2 separate regions of the Mus musculus genome follow, and region 1 is linked to region 2. Evidence: chromatin contacts called from public HiChIP or PLAC-seq data. All regions are on one chromosome and are shown on one strand. Each heading gives the region's core, a stretch centred on a gene start, on an enhancer-like site or on the middle of the called end of the contact. The rest is flanking DNA. Distances are from core to core; before and after follow the strand shown.

What was found. HiChIP or PLAC-seq counts read pairs in DNA pulled down with a chosen protein or histone mark.
Region 1: an H3K4me3 HiChIP or PLAC-seq map of embryonic basal ganglia shows a contact between it and region 2, with 4 times the contacts expected there. The contact joins two enhancer-like sites. A contact is called at or near these places in 3 of 39 promoter capture datasets (cranial neural crest, liver and maxillary cranial neural crest), 5 of 484 Hi-C or Micro-C datasets (CD4 T cells, CD8 T cells, cochlea and 2 more) and 2 of 115 datasets of contacts at active chromatin or transcription factors (astrocytes and embryonic basal ganglia).

The regions. Positions count from the first base shown.
Region 1 is chr14:123,289,335-123,294,632 of GRCm38.p6, reverse strand. It overlaps Nalcn (sodium leak channel, non-selective), which reads left to right. Exons shown (of 44, transcript NM_177393.4): 36 at 151-299; 37 at 1,112-1,205; 38 at 2,769-2,901; 39 at 3,551-3,666. Among named protein-coding and RNA genes, the nearest start is that of AA536875, 120 kb to the right of the region's middle. Within about 2 kb of position 3,357, at least 5 of the 459 cell types and tissues checked have an H3K27ac peak or open chromatin away from gene starts, as enhancers often do. A contact at or near this core is called in embryonic basal ganglia, where this site is marked.
Region 2 is chr14:122,939,232-122,944,815 of GRCm38.p6, reverse strand. It overlaps Tmtc4 (transmembrane and tetratricopeptide repeat containing 4), which reads left to right. Exons shown (of 18, transcript NM_028651.3): 8 at 1-142; 9 at 1,459-1,661; 10 at 2,830-3,001; 11 at 3,380-3,511. Among named protein-coding and RNA genes, the nearest start is that of Ggact, 29 kb to the right of the region's middle. Within about 2 kb of position 1,570, at least 19 of the 459 cell types and tissues checked have an H3K27ac peak or open chromatin away from gene starts, as enhancers often do. A contact at or near this core is called in embryonic basal ganglia, where this site is marked.

The DNA of each region.
Region 1 (5,298 bases), core at 2,108-4,607, 350 kb before region 2:
AACTTTCAAATGATGTACTTGGGAATCAGTATGTAGCCAACCTGCTTATATATTATTCACCAGCCAGGTACTCTACAGCTTGAAATGACTGTTCTCCCACCTCCTGTCTTTCTCCATCTGCCCTGATTCCACACCCTTCTTCATCTGCAGGTGACATTAAAGATGCTCCTTCTGACTGTGGTTGTCAGCATGTACAAGAGCTTTTTTATCATCGTAGGAATGTTTCTCTTGCTGCTGTGCTATGCCTTTGCTGGAGTTGTTCTGTTTGGTACCGTAAAGTATGGTGAGAACATTAACAGGTCAGAATGTATTTGTCTTCCTATTTATTTTTCCAAGCAGATGTCTTAATAATAAAATCATGAATACAAACTTAGGTGTTTTTTGACTATTAAAGACTTAGGAGTGGTATAAGTAATCTGTTGGAAAATAAAATAAAATATACACATTTTAAATGACATTTTCCATTTGACAAATACTTATTTTAGAACCCTTAGGAAATGCAAAAATCAAACAAAAAGGTTTTATAATTCTACCCACTGTCAGGAATAACAACCCTTGATTTCAGTATTTTTCTACCCATGTACCTCTCTGAAATGCTATATTATTTGGGGGGAGGGGTTAAAACTGTTTTTTAGATGATTTTTTTTCAGCAAAGTGTAGCAAGTTAGAACCTACTAAATCACTCTGCTATGCAAAAAATGCATTTTCAATACCTCCTCTTCCATATCATAAAAGCATCTGCTGTTGTTCCCTTAAAAGTTAAAATGCAACAAAACATGTGCAAATGTCTCACTTGTAGGTGGTTTATTTGGCACATGGCTAAGTATCTTTCTATGACCCAAGTGGAGGAATCACTTCTTAGTAGTCAGAGTAAGAACTCAGTTGTTACAGTTCAAAGCCAGTAAGTTGATGACCCTGTGAAAGTTTTGACTTGTCAGGCATCTATACTTGCAGGAAAGTGGAAATGGCAACAGAAAGGTTTTAAGCTTTGGTAACAGGAACCTGGCAGCCAGGTTTGCAAATGCCACATGTTTGGGTGGTGACCACTAATAGTGCTTCAAGACAATGACAAGTCATGAAATCTTCATTCTGTTTTCTTTTCTTAAATTAGGCATGCCAATTTTTCCTCAGCTGGCAAAGCCATTACTGTATTGTTTCGAATTGTCACAGGTGAAGACTGGAACAAGATTATGCATGATTGTATGGTAAATATTCCCTTATTATTGTTAGTGCCTCACCATACACTCATGTGCACACGCCAATGGTAATCTTGTTAACATCAAGACTTATATTAAAGGAAATATTCTTCCTGTCTAGTCCATAAGTTGCACTTTGAACATTACAAGATATAAATAGAAAGAATAAAATATTCACTTAACATAACTTAAACTATTATGCTCATATTTTAAAATGAGCACTTTTCTTTCCTGCTTATCCTTCATAGCTTAGCAATCAAAATAAGGACATTTATTTAATGCACTCATTGAACACTCAATCCCTGGTTTGTCCTGGGCCATGTACAAGGCCTTCTACAGGTCTAAAGGTTCCACAAGGCACATATGTCATGTAGTCTGAGCCATTCTTCCCTTTGGTATCCTGCTTTCTTTCCAGTACATCTATATCATCCTTGGGTCATGGTGTTAATGCTTGCTTCTTTAGGCATTTTTGCCCACACTTAAAACCGTGGGTTATATGTTCTACAGGTCTCTACATTTCTTGTTTGGACATGTGTACTAGTTCTAGAGAGTTGTAGAGTCAACCTTATTTCTTTCTCCTTCCTCTCAGATCATAGACACCAATGATGCTCTATAAACATTCTATGAGGGAGCATGTACTGTCCACATGCAACTCAGTATTGAACTACTAAAGTGTGACTAGTGCATCAGAAAAACTGCTTTATATTTCATTTATTTTTACTTAATCTTAATTAATATGAATTAAATTTAAATTACCGTATGGAATTAATACCTCTTGTGCTGGAAACTGTGATGTTAAACTGTTGTCAGCTGTCAGAGAACAGGAGTACGTCTTTATTGTTAGTCTATCACTTGGCACAGATATACCACATAGTAGAGTCTAGAGAATTTTAAACATGAAAAGTGGAAACCAAATTTATCCAATCAGGTATAGCCCAAGGCAGAATTAAATAAATCCTATATAGGCTCTCAGAAAAGTGTGTGGGAATCCAGAAGACAAAGCTAGTTATCTGGTTGAAAGAAACCAGGAGAGTATCACAGACAGATTTGAATTTTAATGAGTCCCATGGAATGCACACACTTTATATAATCTGAACCTTATACATTTCTGTAACATCTCATTTGGTGCCTCAGACTGGGGACTAGTCCTTACACAACCTGAATGTGAATTTGGTATGTATAATCTACTCCATACAAATTAATCCATTGCTTAAATTTTAAAAAATATTAAAGTTTCTCTTTATTTGACTTCATAAAGTTTGACCCCAGAGTCTGTTGGTGGGATGTTAAGCTTATGTCCCAGAGGCAACTTGTTCACTTGCATTTTGCTTCTATCAATGGCAATTTAATTGGGTCATCTACAATACCAAAAGCTTATATAGCATGATGAAATACTCTTGTGGAGTTCTGCTGCAAATGATGTGTATGTCCGACATGTATGGCTTTTGCTTGATGGCTTTAAATTAACTACATCCCGTACTGTCAATAATATATTCATTGAGCACTACAGTCAGAAGAAATCTGTGCCCTTCCCTCCCCTCAATGCCCTCCATGTCTCCCACTGGCCCACAGGTTCAACCTCCATTTTGTACTCCAGATGAATTTACATACTGGGCAACAGACTGTGGCAATTATGCAGGGGCACTTATGTACTTCTGCTCATTCTATGTCATCATTGCCTACATCATGCTGAATCTGCTTGTAGGTAAGAGATGTTCATGGAATTATTTTTTCCATCTCTTCAAACTCAGGTACTTGGATAATTATGTACAATTTTCAAGTAATTATCCTGGATTGCTTGGGGCGGGTGTTTCATGGCATTAATTATAAATTGTTGCCTCTCAACCCAGGAGCTGAAAAGACCTTTGAAAGGCATGGAAATGGCAGTTGATTGCAGTTTCAAGAATTGTCCTATTTATTATGCTCATTAATTCCCAAAGAGCTCTTCCCATGGATTGAGCTGAACACAAATCAGGGAGGGCTACTTTCACAGCCTTGAAACATCAGTTTGGTTTTTAAAGATATATTTTGTTCACCCAGCTGCGGGGACATCCAGGCCCAATATGACCTTAAAAATGCCCTGGAAGTCTGAAGTAAGAGTAGGAGCCAGCTGGCATGAATGTCTAACTAGAGTGCCTTTGAGCCCATGACCCTCATGTTTTGGAAAGGCAAGTGATGAATAAATAGCTTAGTTCAAGTGAGAGACATGCCAGCTTGGAAACTGTACTAAAAGCACTTTGAAAAATTGGCTTTATAATGTGAGTGATAACATTTATTATTTATAATAGATGTTTTACTTTTTCTAAAAAATGACAGATTAGCATATTTGTCTAACATCTGATTTTTTTCCCTAGCCATAATTGTGGAGAATTTCTCTTTGTTTTATTCCACTGAAGAGGACCAGCTTTTGAGTTACAATGATCTTCGCCATTTTCAAATCATATGGAACATGGTAGATGATAAAAGAGAGGTAGGAACTGTGGGTGTGGCTTATTTGCTAACAAAGCATGCAAACCCAAGGATTCTGGGTTTGATCCCCAACACCACATAAAACTAGGTGTTGTGGTACATCACTGTACTCCCAGCACTTGGAAAATGGAAGCAGAGAGTTGGATATTCAAGATCTTCCTCAACCTAGGGGTAGGAGGGGAGTGGGCCATTGTTTACCTGCTCAATCTCAAAGAGAACAAATGATACATTTCAAGTATCTTGAATCTGAGAATTGGCATAGACTAAATTTGGAGCTGTCACTGTTGCTTTGCAGTGCCAGGTGTGTATGCAATGACCGGGGGACAGAGTAGTCTCTCCTCGTGTCCTTTCCAACAATGAAGAGCCTGGTCTTTAGACTTTCAAAAGGTCAGCAAGGGAAGAAAATTAAGGATTTTTCAAGGGTATCTGCCTTGGGCTCAAGTAGAAGGAGGGGAATTGCAGCTCCCAGAGGGAAAGCCTGCTACAGACTTACTATCGCCGCAACTTTAAGCAGTCATCTAGATGAACCACACACAGGGATTACAAGTGATGTCTGTGGTGTATCTCAGTGGTTAAGTGTTTGCTGAGCATGTAGAAAGCCTTGGGTTCAATGCCTGGCACCACTAAAAATTAATTAATTACATGGAGACCTGGTTATTCTAAACTACTTCTAAGTTAGTATGTAAAGGTCTTAACCATAAGATTACCCAATACTTCCTAGAATTAGCCAAAGCAGAGGCAAGTTTCTTGTTCTCAGCTACCTCCTTTCCTTTCCACTTTCTTCCTCCTCCTTACCATCCTGCATGTTCCTCCCTTCTTCCTCTCTTCTTTGACCTCTTACTCATCTTTATCTTCCCAAAGCTTAACTTGATCTAGGCACTGAGGTAAAGCAATTCTCAAGTGGCAAGGTTCCTATGGCCACAGAGCTTATATTTTAAAGGAAGAGGTGACCCCTTAAAGGTGAAATGGTTAGACTAATGACAATGGTTAGAATCCCTAATCCAAATTAATTCCAGACTTTGAATTCTTTTTAGTACCAACACAACACTACAAATGGAGAAAGTCACACCAGATTTTGTGTGTCAAGTCACAGTCAAAACCCAGACATGCTAAAAATATTGTATAAAATGACTTCTGGGATATGTGTGTAAGATATGTGAAAAGTGAATGAATGGCACCTGCCACTAATCCTACTACATGGGAGGCAGAAGTAGGAGGCTCAGGAGTTTGACAGCATTAAGTTTAATGTCAGCCTGGAATACTCAAGAACTTGTTCTAAAAAGATTAAAAAGCACTGGGTGTGGTGGCACACGCCTTTAATCCCAGCACTCGAGAGGCAGAGGCAGGTGGATTTCTGATTTCAAGGCCAGCGTGGTCTACCCAGTGAGTTCCAGGACAGCCAGGGCTACACAGAGAAACCCTGTCTCAAAACAACAACAAAAAGATTAAAAAACACATGAATAAATTTTATGTTTAAACTTATATCTTGTCCACATTATCACTCATTGTAGGAATGCAAATATTCCAAAGTCCATAAAATCCAACGTTTGAAACACTTATGATCCTAACATTTTGGTAGGGGATATTAAACTTCTATGAGTTCCAGAAGTTATGAGCATATTGAAGATGATAG
Region 2 (5,584 bases), core at 321-2,820:
AGGCCTCCTTTTCCGAATAGCCCTACTTACCATTGGAGGCACCAGCATGCTTTATATACGCTGGAAAATCATGGGAACAGGCCCACCGGCATTTACTGAGGTGGACAACCCAGCATCCTTTGCTGACAGCATGTTGGTTAGGGTAAGTATTGAGCCTGGATTTCTTTTCAATTATTTTCTTTACCCATCTATAGATTAGCAGTTCTCAACCTGTGAGTTGTGATCCTTTTTGGGGTCAAATGACCCTTTCATAGAGGTATCTATCCTAAGACAGTTGGAAAACAGATATTTGCATTATGATTTATAACTAGTAAAACTAATACTATGAAGTAGCAATGAAGATAATGTTAAGGTTGGGGGTGACCACAACCTGAGGAACTATATTAAAGGGTTGTAGCGTTAGGATGGTGGAGATCCACCTTCGTCTTCTCCATCTTCATCCCCACCCATCACCACATTCACAAGTCCCTAATCAGTGGATACATCCATGTTTTGTTGTTTTTAAGGTTATTTTATAATAAAGGCAACTTTTTTATGCTGTTAGGAAGGGTGTGTGGTGGTTCTTTATATAGTTATTTCTTGATGCCCATGGGAAATTAGTTCCAAGAGTCCCCCATCCCAATTCTAAAATCCAGGGGTGCAGGAGTCTCATTGAGAAGGTAAGGGTGTTTACATATATCCTGTTCACATCTCCCCTATGCTCAAAACTGTCTTCAGCTTCTACACTGCACCTAACACAGTGCCTGCTCTTTGTTCTAATGTGATTAAGGGTAGCGTTCACTGCTCAGCGAGTTTAAGCTTTGTTTTTTTTTTTTTTTTTCTTACAAATATTTTCAATATATGGTTAAATTCTAGGTTTATTGAGTCTGTCAATTCAGGCCCACATAGAGGGCCAACATAATTCCTTTCATGAAAAGCAGGAAAAGAGACCCCTTCTATTATGATGCCCATCTGACCCCATCTTTGTTGCTGCAGGAGGACCTAGCATGGCTGAATTAAGACAAATGTGGTAGCGCAATGCTATTGTAAGAGTGTTTTTCTAAGGATCAGGATCTCAAGCCACAGATTCTTAGCTGTGCACTCTACAGAGAGAGTCAAGAGGATGCTCAGAGCTGAGCTCCATTTTTAAAGAATTAGGTGCACCGGGCCCTACATTGACCATGTCAGAGGCGTTAAGTAATCCTATGTAAATGAGCCATATCCTGGCCAGAAATATAACCAACACCTGCATTGCCTGGACCACTGGCTTGGCTGTATTTTTAATGTATTAAAATCTGGATGCATTTAATAAATTACAGATTACAACCCTATGCTCAGAATACAAATGGGCAGTATTTTATTTTTACACAACCGCTTCCTGGAACAGAAGCTTATGAATGCCTCGGAAGTGAAGTTAGGATATGTGTGTTCTTTCAAGTTCACCATCAAGTAAGTGTTTGTTTTTCTTTTGACTGACAGGCCATAAACTATAATTACTACTATTCATTGAATGCCTGGCTGCTGCTGTGTCCCTGGTGGCTGTGTTTTGATTGGTCAATGGGCTGCATCCCCCTCATTAAGTCAGTTGGTGACTGGAGGGTAATTGCTCTAGCGGCACTTTGGCTCTGCCTAATTGGCCTAATATTCCAAGCCCTGTGCTCTGAGGATAGCTGCAAGAGAAGGTAAGAGGCAGCATGGAATTTTAACTTCTGTGCAGCAGAAGCATTTTGCTAAAATCAGTGCCTATCACTTCTCAACAACTCTGTGTATAGGACATCTAAGGATATTTATTCTGAATTTATGGCAGCAACAAGGTAGGAATCTATGGCTTCAGCTGGTAGGGAGGGAAGTTGGAGAGGCAGTAAGGCATTACTACCATGGGCCACTCCCACCCTCCTAAGTAGCACTTAGAGGCCTCACTGTAGGAGGTAAAATGTAATTTATGGTCAGAACAGGGAGTATAATTGACAAATGTTGGGCCCATTATTTCACAGTTCTCCTTCAAAGAAGCCCTTGCGAAGTCCTCTCTATTGTCCTGCACAAAATATGTTGTTGCCCTCAAAAGATACTACACTTTTTCAACAGATTAAAAAAAATCTTTTGCAAAGGGTTATTGAGAAAATAATTGGAGAAGACAAACATATTCTATGAAAATGAAAACTGCTTAAGACAGTTTTCACAAAACCTGAGTGCACATGATGTTAACTAAGTAATTTCTCAAGATGAATGAATGTTTTCTGCTTACCTGTGTGCTTAAATTAGTTGATGATTCTAAAGAGTGACAAACTTCAGTTTTAATCAGTTCATTTATACTTGTGAAATGAAATGTAAAACAAAATATTGTGAGGCATAGGGTCTGAGAAGGAACCACCAAATGTGACTTCACTGCTTCGTTTACACCATCTCATCATCAGAGCCTTAGAGATGTGGATGTTATACATGTTTCACTGCAAAGTGTGTTTGTGCTTGACCGCAGTAACAAAAGATAGTTTCTTTTAAATTTACGCACCTTAATCTATTTCAGTATTGTCCTTGCTAGACAAGTCGGGGAAGGGTCCATTAAAAACTACATGGTGTTATTTGGGAAGAGTATATTCACTAATCAAGGAATAGATTAGATCTAATCTTTTGACTTTATTGATGCAATGATTTTCCTATGTGCTGGCTGCTAAGTACTTTGCTCTGTGCTGCCAGCCAACTCCCCTCTACTGATGACTTTATCCTTGCTAAATATCTTTTCTAAATTGATAGCAAGAAACAAAGAGCAGTCTTTATTGTTATGTCCAGTAAGGTGCTTTTCGTGGAAAATCTAAAAATAGCCGAACTTGTAAATACTTTTTCATCTTCCAGAATCCTTACTCTGGGTTTGGGATTTCTTGTGATCCCCTTTCTTCCTGCAAGCAACTTGTTTTTCCGAGTGGGCTTTGTGGTCGCAGAACGTGTCCTCTACCTTCCCAGCGCTGGGTACTGCGTGCTGCTGACCTTTGGATTTGGAGCTCTGAGCAGACACACTAAGAAAAAGGTACCATAGGGCTGGGGCAGTGATGCAGTGGGTAAGAGAGCTTGCTGTGCGAGTGAAGGCTGAGTTCAAACCATAGCACTGATGTAAACTGCCTGGCATGGCTTTGCATGCCTATAACCCCCAAGCTTGAGGGCTCCAAGCTAGGGAGATCCTGGAAACTCATTGTCCTGCCAGCTTTGCGTTCTAAGGCCTAGAGTGAGAATGGAAGACACGTGACATCCTCCTGTGGCCTCTGCATGGACACAGGTGTGTGTTTACATCTGTGCACCCATGTGCGTGCACCACACATATGTACATACCAAAAAGAAAAACCTAGAATGCTGCCTCAGAAAACCATAGCACCACATGTTACTAATGACCTCTGCCAACTCTATTCAGAAACCTGTTGCCGCCATCATCCTGGGCATCCTTCTCATCAATGCACTGAGATGTGTGATACGCAGTGGTGAGTGGCGGAGTGAAGAGCAGCTCTTTCGAAGCGCCCTGTCTGTGTGTCCCCTCAATGCTAAGGTACCTTGCCCACCAGATTACATTTTTAATCTTCCAGTAGATAAGAACATACACCATGGATCAGTAACCAGGGGTGGGGTGGGGGGGGTGGTGGGAGAGTGAGGGGTAGGGGATGGAGGGGATTATTGGGTATTTTTTCCAGTGAGTTAGTTAAGATTCATTACACTTAGCTAAAAGAAGTTATTAAATTAATTATTAACATAGATTTATTTAAACTTGTGCCATCCTCAAGTTGCTAGTATCACCTCAGTTTGAAGACACTGGGAGTCGGGAGGTTGTTTCATCTCCAGGCTGGGGCTGGGTATGGATTCCGTCTTTTAAAGCAGACCTTTCAGAATCTATGCTCTGTTGATAGAAGGAACTGGTCTCATTCAAGCTATAATGTGAAGGTGGCAATACCTGTGAATAGGCTTGGGAATTTAAAGTTGACTGCTGCACAGAAGTGTACGTGCATAGCACCCTGAGGTCTGTGCTTGGTGATGCCTCTTGCCGGTTGATAAGCATGGGTGTATGTGCTGTAAAATTGGCAGTGTTTTGTTGGAGAGATCTACCAGGGATTTATCTCACTTGTATTTTTGGTTAAATCTAAGCTTTCCACTTACCCAACTAGTCAAACTCTCAGTGTTCTTTTTTTGTGAGAAATAATGCCTGCCTGGTAGGTTTCTTGACCATAGCACATCAGTCAGCACATAGGTGCTTGGGAAATGCTAACTGTTTAGATTTTGTGTTTATTTGGCTTCACCAAACAGTAAGAGGAGAATTCCATTTGCTGAGGTTGGGCCAAGACTTTAGGGTAGAAGTCTTCTGTTAGTGTACAGATTACTGTGTCATACTGACAGCTGTCTTACTTAGCACATTTGATTGGGATTGCTTAGTTTGTGTGAACGTGATCCTTCTGGGTACAAAGAGCTTTCTGAAGTTCTCAATGCTACATTCTATATTTAAGAAAAGTAACAATTTCAGACTAAGTTATATAAATAAAACTAATGACCATGTCACATCTTACTGCGATCCTAAAGTGAAGACAAGTCTATAAGAGCTGTGACTCCATGCCTGTCCTATGTTTGTATGTTTGTTCTTTTTTGGTCAAAACATTTCATTCCTGTTTTAGTTAAGATGTCTTAGGAACTTTTTTTTAGGTGCTTCTCAGCCATTCAGTATTCTTCAGTTGAGAATTCTTTGTTTAGCTCTGTACCCCATTTTTTAATAGAGCTATTTGGTTCTATGGAGTCTAACTTCTTGAGTTCTTTGTATATATTGGATATTAGCCCTCTATCAGATGTAGGGTTGGTAAAGATCTTCTCCCAATTTGTTGGTTGCTGTTTTGTCCTATTGACAGTGTCCTTTGCCCTACAGAAGCTTTGTAATTTATTAAGTCCCATTCGTCAATTCTTGATTTTAGAGCATAAGTTATTGGTGTTCTGTTCAGGAATTTTTTCCCTGTGCCCATGTGCTGGAGGCTCTTCCCACTTTCTTTTCAATTAGTTTCAGTGTATCTGGTTTTATGTGGAGGTCCTTGATCTACATGAACTTGGGCTTTGTACAAGGAGATAAGAATGCATTCTTCTGCATGCTAACTGCCAGTTGAACCAGCACCATTTGTTGAAAATGCTGTCTTTTTTCCACAGGATGATTTAAGCTCCTTTGTCAAAGATGAAGTGATTGTAGTTGTGTGGGTTCATTTCTGGGTCTTCAATTCTATTCCGTTGATCTACCTCCCTGTCACTGTACCAATACCATGCAGTTTTTATCACTATTGCTCTGCAGTACAGTTTGAGGTCTGGGATGATGATTCCCCTGGAAGTTCTTTTATTGTTGAGAATAGTTTTTGCTGTCCTGGGTTTTTTGTTATTCCAGATGAATTTGAAAATTGCTCTTTCTAACTCTATGAAGAATTGATTTGGAATTTTGATGGGAATTGCATTGAATCTGTAGATTGCTTTTGGTAAGATAGCCATTTTGACTATGTTAATCCTGCCAATCCATGAGCATGGGAAATCTTTCCATCTTCTGAGGTCTTCTTCAATTTCCTTCTTCAGAGACTTGAAGTTTTTGTCATACAAATCTTTCACT